2 separate regions of the Mus musculus genome follow, and region 1 is linked to region 2. A link is a contact called in public promoter capture Hi-C data. All regions are on one chromosome and are shown on one strand. Each heading gives the region's core, a stretch centred on a gene start, on an enhancer-like site or on the middle of the called end of the contact. The rest is flanking DNA. Distances are from core to core; before and after follow the strand shown. Region 1 holds the start of Ccr9 (chemokine (C-C motif) receptor 9). Region 2 holds the start of Slc6a20b (solute carrier family 6 (neurotransmitter transporter), member 20B).

What was found. Capture Hi-C pulls out chosen DNA fragments and counts their contacts.
Region 1: a promoter capture Hi-C map of pancreatic islet shows a contact between it and region 2. The contact joins the promoter of Ccr9 here to the promoter of Slc6a20b in region 2. A contact is called at or near these places in 5 of 39 promoter capture datasets (the C10 cell line, embryonic stem cells, hippocampal neurons and 1 more), 3 of 15 datasets of contacts at CTCF or cohesin (large pre-B cells, pro-B cells and stem cell-derived epiblast-like cells), 28 of 484 Hi-C or Micro-C datasets (B cells, the Ba/F3 cell line, the CH12 cell line and 15 more), 5 of 115 datasets of contacts at active chromatin or transcription factors (CD8 T cells, the SCID.adh cell line, T-cell acute lymphoblastic leukemia and 2 more) and 5 of 9 other capture datasets (adipose tissue, embryonic stem cells, liver and 2 more).

Annotation. Positions count from the first base shown.
Region 1 is chr9:123,765,343-123,768,487 of GRCm38.p6, forward strand. It overlaps Ccr9 (chemokine (C-C motif) receptor 9), which reads left to right and starts at 1,869. Exons shown (of 3, transcript NM_009913.6): 1 at 1,869-1,965. Gm17021 (a long non-coding RNA gene) reads right to left here. Exons shown (of 2, transcript XR_380030.3): 2 at 1-3,145.
Region 2 is chr9:123,630,870-123,634,007 of GRCm38.p6, forward strand. It overlaps Slc6a20b (solute carrier family 6 (neurotransmitter transporter), member 20B), which reads right to left and starts at 1,669. Exons shown (of 11, transcript NM_011731.4): 1 at 1,241-1,669. The coding sequence starts at 1,490.

The DNA of each region.
Region 1 (3,145 bases), core at 619-3,118, 130 kb after region 2:
GTCAGTTTCTGTTATAGATACTGGGACTTGTAGACAGCAATTCTGGATTCCAGTTATTCACTAGAGACCATCAGTTACTGGTACTAATAGCTGGCCTGGTTACTGAGGACACGGTGTTCTGCTTTCTAGAGCCCATCTTAGGCAGGATGAAAGGGGGTCACCAGCATCCTACTGTCACCCAGTTCTGAATTCTAATGGCCAATGCAGAAGTCCAGCAAAGACACTGAAAGGATGGAGCTTTTCTTGCAAGGGATGAACCAAACTAGACAACTAAAGAGGCACCTCAGTGGCCCTGGGTTCCTTTGAGAGTCCAGAAACTCTCTCTGGGATGTCCTTGCCTTTTCCTGACTCCCCAGCCTCTTCAATATGTCCAAGAAGAGGGTTGTTGTGAGTGAGAGTAGGACCTCTTCAGATTTGCTTTCTCTTAGACCGTGGGGCCCATGTGGAGGAAGGGGTCTGACTTTTATTCCTCACTGCATCCATCTCCTTCCATCTTTGAACCACCTCTTCTGGCTTTCTGATGTACTTGCACTGGTTCCTTGCCATACTCTAACTCGGGGAAGAGACAGGTCTCAGAGAAGGAAGTCTTAACAATTCTAGTCTCTCCCTCCAGGAGGCTTTCCAGGCACAAGGCAAACAGCAAGTTCACTGCTATCTCTGCCTAAAGGTGGCCAGAAGGTCAGGGCCTAGAGCATGCTCTTCCTGCTGCTCCCTTCTTTTCTCTCAGTAATTGACACAGCATTGGACACTGTCAGAGACTGGTAGTACACTAGTTATGCACATGAATGTGGGTTGAGGGAAGGGAATTTCTTGGCTTACTCACACCATGGTTCCCTGGAGGTGATGAATCAATTGCATCTTTCATTCTTACTACTCAGGTCTTTCAGCCTTTCCTATGCTTATTAACCTTTTGCCACTGAGATATAAATTAGGACAAATCATGAAATCTCTTTGTTCTGTACTAGGAGGGGGTGATTGCTGGGCTATATGTCTGGGAGTAACACTGCACTTAGTGCACAGGATGCTAAACACATCAAGAGGAAATTAGTCTTCTAGAATGAGCTGTGATTTGTATATTTCAAATATAAAAAGGAGTTTTAAAAAAATGATGACAACAGGGAATCTTCACTATAACTGTGGCCCTTTAAGAAGATATCACCTGTGAGTTTCTATAAAAAATATAACATTTGCATGTTGAGACTTTTCAAAACTTTACTGAAACACCTGTGATTCATAAAGACACTTTAGCTCTCAATGTTAACATATGTGTAAAACTTTTCTGAATTTAAGGTGTCCTTGGTCCTTCATAATCTGTTCCAAGCTGCCTATCACATACAGAACTTTCTGAGGTAACAGCATCCGCAGAGTGCTCTGCCATGTCATAAATGTTAGGCATCTGTACTATCCGTCATCTGTAGCAGCCATGGGTGCATGTGTTGAGTGTCACTGCAGAGGTGCTCCCCATTATAGTTTCCATTTCAGTGGGAACATTTGGCTGGTAGCTATAGAACTGGGCAACACAGGTCTCTCAAGGCCTCAAAGGACACATCTTGATAGACAGTATAGAGGTAGTACCTCACATATACTTGTTCTTATAAATGTGTGCCTCTGGCCAGGACTCCCCATGTCTCCGGCTCCTGTATCGGGGGCCTAAGAAGACAATTTGCTCTTAGACTCTGTGTGTACATTGTCCACACTGAAGATGGTTAATCCTTAACCCTGGTGGTCCTTAGCTTTGCATTTCTGGCTGCAAATGATAGATGTGTGTTACTAGAATCTGCAGCAGGTGGCTCCCCACCCTTCTGGGTTACTCCGCCAGTGACAACACAGGCAGAGGTGGCCTGGCTTCCTTTTTGGTGTGTTTTAGCGGATAGCTGTCTGCTCAGAACCCACAGAAGCCTTCTCATCCCAGGCAGCTGCAGTGGTCCTCTCCCTACAGACCCAGACTCTGCACTTCCCCTCCTGGTGAGTAGATCCTTCCCTTCTTCTGTGCCTTAGACATCACCTGTGTACTTGGCTATATGCTGCCACCAACGCATCTATATCCCATGAGTGCACTCATCTGTTCAGATGTCATGTGTACCATGCTCTTTGCTAGAAAGTTCCAGTATGGCTCAGGCTTCTTGTAGGGTGAATGAAGAGTCTCCCTCTCGGAACACAGTGAAGGTCAAGCTCAATAGCATTGTTTGTGATTTGTACCTTCAAGGGAGGAGAAACAGTGTTGGGACAGGTAGCAAGGGGGTTTCCAAAAGTCTGAGAAGGGTGACAACCTTGGGTCTGAGAGACTGGCCACAGAAAGGACTTTTATAGCAGAGAAACCTTGGGGACCAAAAACTTGACAGGAGTGCAGTAGACTATGGTTCGTTAGACAATGAAGTGCTCAGTTGTTTAACTCCATGTCAAACTCTGTGCTCAGTACATGAAGTGTGGCCCAGGAAAGACAGACTAAAACATATATATTTATAAAACTATGTGTGGTGTGATTCCCTTCGCACTGGTACATGTTTATGTGCTATTAAAGGGACAGTACGAAGACACGGCTCAGAAATCTAACAATGGCTAAACTGGAAAGTGATACTTGACTTTGTATTTTTCCCTCGTTTATATTTATAAAGAGAGAGAGTGTGTGTGTGTTTGAAGTTTTGGATCTTTTTGTGCATTGTGAAAATATTCTTTGTTGATCAGAAAAGAAGCCAAGTTATTTCAAACGACCCATCCATAGAAAATTGGCATGCCCTTTCTTTTACAACATGTCCACATTCTTCTGTTCTAAAAAGAATTTAAAGATTTATTATACTTTTAATTACGCATGTGCACATGTGAGAACCGGTGCTTGAAGTACTGATGACTGTGTGAGTCTTCTAACATAGCTGAAATTCATACTTAGGTCCTCTTCAAGACACGTATTATATCTGTTCTTAGTTGCTGAGCCATCTCTCCATGACCTCCACACTCTCATTCTTCAGTTCTTAATTAGCCTGCTCTATAGCCAGCCAGTAGGTCATAGCAACTGTTGCTGAGCTAGTGATCTGGACCTGCAGGCAACCACTACCAAGGGAATCTGTCTCTTTAGCCTCTTTGCCAAACAATCCAAAATAATGGTCATTCCAGCATCTGGAGTTTCAGAGCCCTCTTCTTCCAATTT
Region 2 (3,138 bases), core at 419-2,918:
CTTACTGGTCCTGTTTAGATACACACACACACACACACACACACACACACACACACACACACAGGTCCTGTTTAGATACATGCACACCCCTCCTGCCCTCCTGCCCATTTCTCCTCACTATCTTCCAGGAAACAAGCAGCAGCCATCTCAGAGCTGACTTTGCAGAGGGACCGTAGCATGGTATTAAACTGTTTGTAAGGCATTCTGCTCTGAGTGTGTTGGTCAATCTACTCAAGTGTGGGTCTTTGGGTTGTATCCAGTGCCTTTTCTTAAACCAAGCTATGGAATTCAGGTGGCTCACAGATCCCAGAGCGGCTGTCACGGAGGTTATGCAGAGCTCTGTGGCCACATGAAGGAGGGAAGAGTGAAAGTGTTGGCAGGGGACAGCACATACCCACATTAATGGTCAGAGCCTGACCCCAGCTTGTCCTTGTGTGCAAGCAGGGTCCGTGCACCGCCTTCTCATTCAGGAGGCTTCTCAAAATCCCCTTGCTCTGAAAAGGCTGAGTTTTTACCCTTTACCAACTTGATGTCAAAGGAGGCTGAGGCCTGTGTGATTTATTCTCTGGAGACACTTTACAGCAGAGGCCATATTTCCACAGATGTTTGGAGTTAATGCTCTAACACTCAAAGGTCATAAGATAGTCCAATTTTAACCCAAAGTATCAAGCAGTAACCACATCAAATCTGGTGTGGCCCTTGGTCATCTTGTCTCTGTGACAGAGCCTGGATGCTTATCTGCTAGCTAGGGCCAAAAGAAAACTCAAAGCTCATACCAAGGTAGCAGTGTGGTCACCTTTACCTGTGCGTGGCAATCATTTCCATCACTTCTTCAAACCTCAATAATTCAATTTAAGCAGATAAGCTCTGCAGTCCTTTTGTCAAAACAATACAACTGAATCAAAAGAGCCTTACTTAGTTGGTATCACAGTTCATGCACAGAAGAGGAAGAAAGGAAGTAGATCATAGTTCCACATGAACAACCCAGAGGTTAAAGAGTTAGAAGAGGAACAGAGAAAACCTTCATGACTTCAAATTAGCTGAAGATGTTTTAGATAGCAGAACAAAAGCACTGTCCACGGATGCACAGGCCAAACCTTCCCTCTGTGCGGGGCTTGGGTCAGCAATTTGGAGAGGACATCCAGCAGACCTATAATTCATCCAGATCCCAGGAAGGTGAAAGTTTGAGATGTGAAGCACTCAGTCAGGCAGACATGCTGCACCTGCCCATTGTACTCACCTCCGCCATACATCTGGCACAGGTAGGGGAAGCGCCATACATTGCCCAGGCCCACAGCATAGGAGATACAGACAAGTAGGAACTGCAGGGGGTTGTCCCACTTTGGCCGCACCTTCTCCACAACCCCAGGGTGGGCACACTCTGTTGACCTCGGTCTTCCTGGGTGCTGACCAGGTCCTCCAGCGCCTCCCCAGGGCTGGAGCTCCTCATCCTCTGGCAGGGAGACCGCATGTGCTGAAGGTGATTCCATCTTCTGAGACAACTCTCACTGTAGAATGAGCAACACCTGTGCCCTCTTCCGCGCCCCACCCCCAAACCCCTGTGTTTTCTACTGTTTCTTTCCAGGACTCTGGAATCAGCTTTCGACCCCAATTCTGTGTTGGTTCCCTTCTTGACCAGTGCTTCCCTCGCTGCCTCAACCTCACAGGTGGCCAGTTTAGATCCTCCCACTAACCTTTGGCCACATTCCTTTCTGTGTCCTTTGTCTCTCAAACTTCAGGATTTCTGGGCTCCTCTTGCTGTTAAGGGTGTCTGCAAAACAATTCACAAATTTGGTTGTATCTGTTGGAGGCTGGTGGTGAGCTGGAAAATGTTTAGCTAAATGTTTAGCTACAGACTGCAGAAAAACTCTGATCTATGTACTTATCAATTTTTCTAGTACAAACACTCCCACTATGGTGCATCCTGAGCTACCAATAAAATCCATTAAGTGAAACAGGATGCCATTATCTTGGGTTCCCACCTTACACACACAACGACAGAGATTCTCAGTTGCATAACTGACAGGTAAAGGGTAGCAAGTATCAGACAGTGAGCTGAGCATTGTGTCTGATTTGTAATTTACGTATCGCTTGGGCCTCAGTGATAACTGTATCTAAGAAGCAAAGGGGACGAAGCTCAGTTCTCTGGGGTGTCCAGATACCCCGCACAGATGATTCAGTCCAGCTTAACCCCACCTGAGTGGTCCCAGGAAGCTGCCTTGGCTAATGGATGACTGCGTATGGATGGGAACTTCACTGTACCTACCAGAAACAGGATACAAAAGACCATCAAACTGTGTCACTTGAACTCTGGACAAAGGAGAGAAAGTGGGTACAGCTGTGGGCAGGGTTCTATAGTCTTATTCTACTAAGAAGGTTATGCAATTTTCAATCATTTGCTCATCCTGGTGAGTGCACTGTTAATTATCAAAGTCTCTAGTTTCCCCATATGAGAAAGTCCAAACTCCTTGGTTCTGCTTGCAAAGCCTTGAGAACTTTTTTTAATTTTTATTTTGATGTTGTTGGTGTTGCAGGCGTCTTCTTCTTTTTTTTTTTTTAAGTTATTTTTGTTTTGTGTTTTGCCTTCATACTTGTGTATAGCTATACCTCTATCTATCATTCATATATACATGAATATATACAAATATGTGTATGCACATATATCTGGAACTGGTAATATGGATTGTTGTGAACCGCAGTTTGGAAACTGAACCCAGGTTCTCTGCAAGAACAGCCAGAGAACTGTTGGTTGTTGTTGTTGTTTTAATGGAGCCATTGCTTCAACCTCCATTTTGAGATGGAGGTTTGCTAAGTTACTTGCTTAGGCTAGGTCTTCAGTCTTCCTGCTTCAGCCTCTCAAATAGGTGGGGTTATCGGTATATATTACCACACCTGGTTCATGTTGACTCCTAATTACAATTATATTATTTGATATTTGTTTTGTGCCTTAAGTAAGATATGGTCTATTCAGAGGAAGTTCAATGTGCTGATGAGAATGTATATTCTATAGCTATTGTATGGATAATTATGTTTTTAACAATGACCTTAACAATGATCTTCCTGTTTATTTTTATGGGGTTTTGTTGTTGTTTGTTTTGTTTTTTGAAACAGGTGTAGCCTCAGTCTCCCAAATAGTGG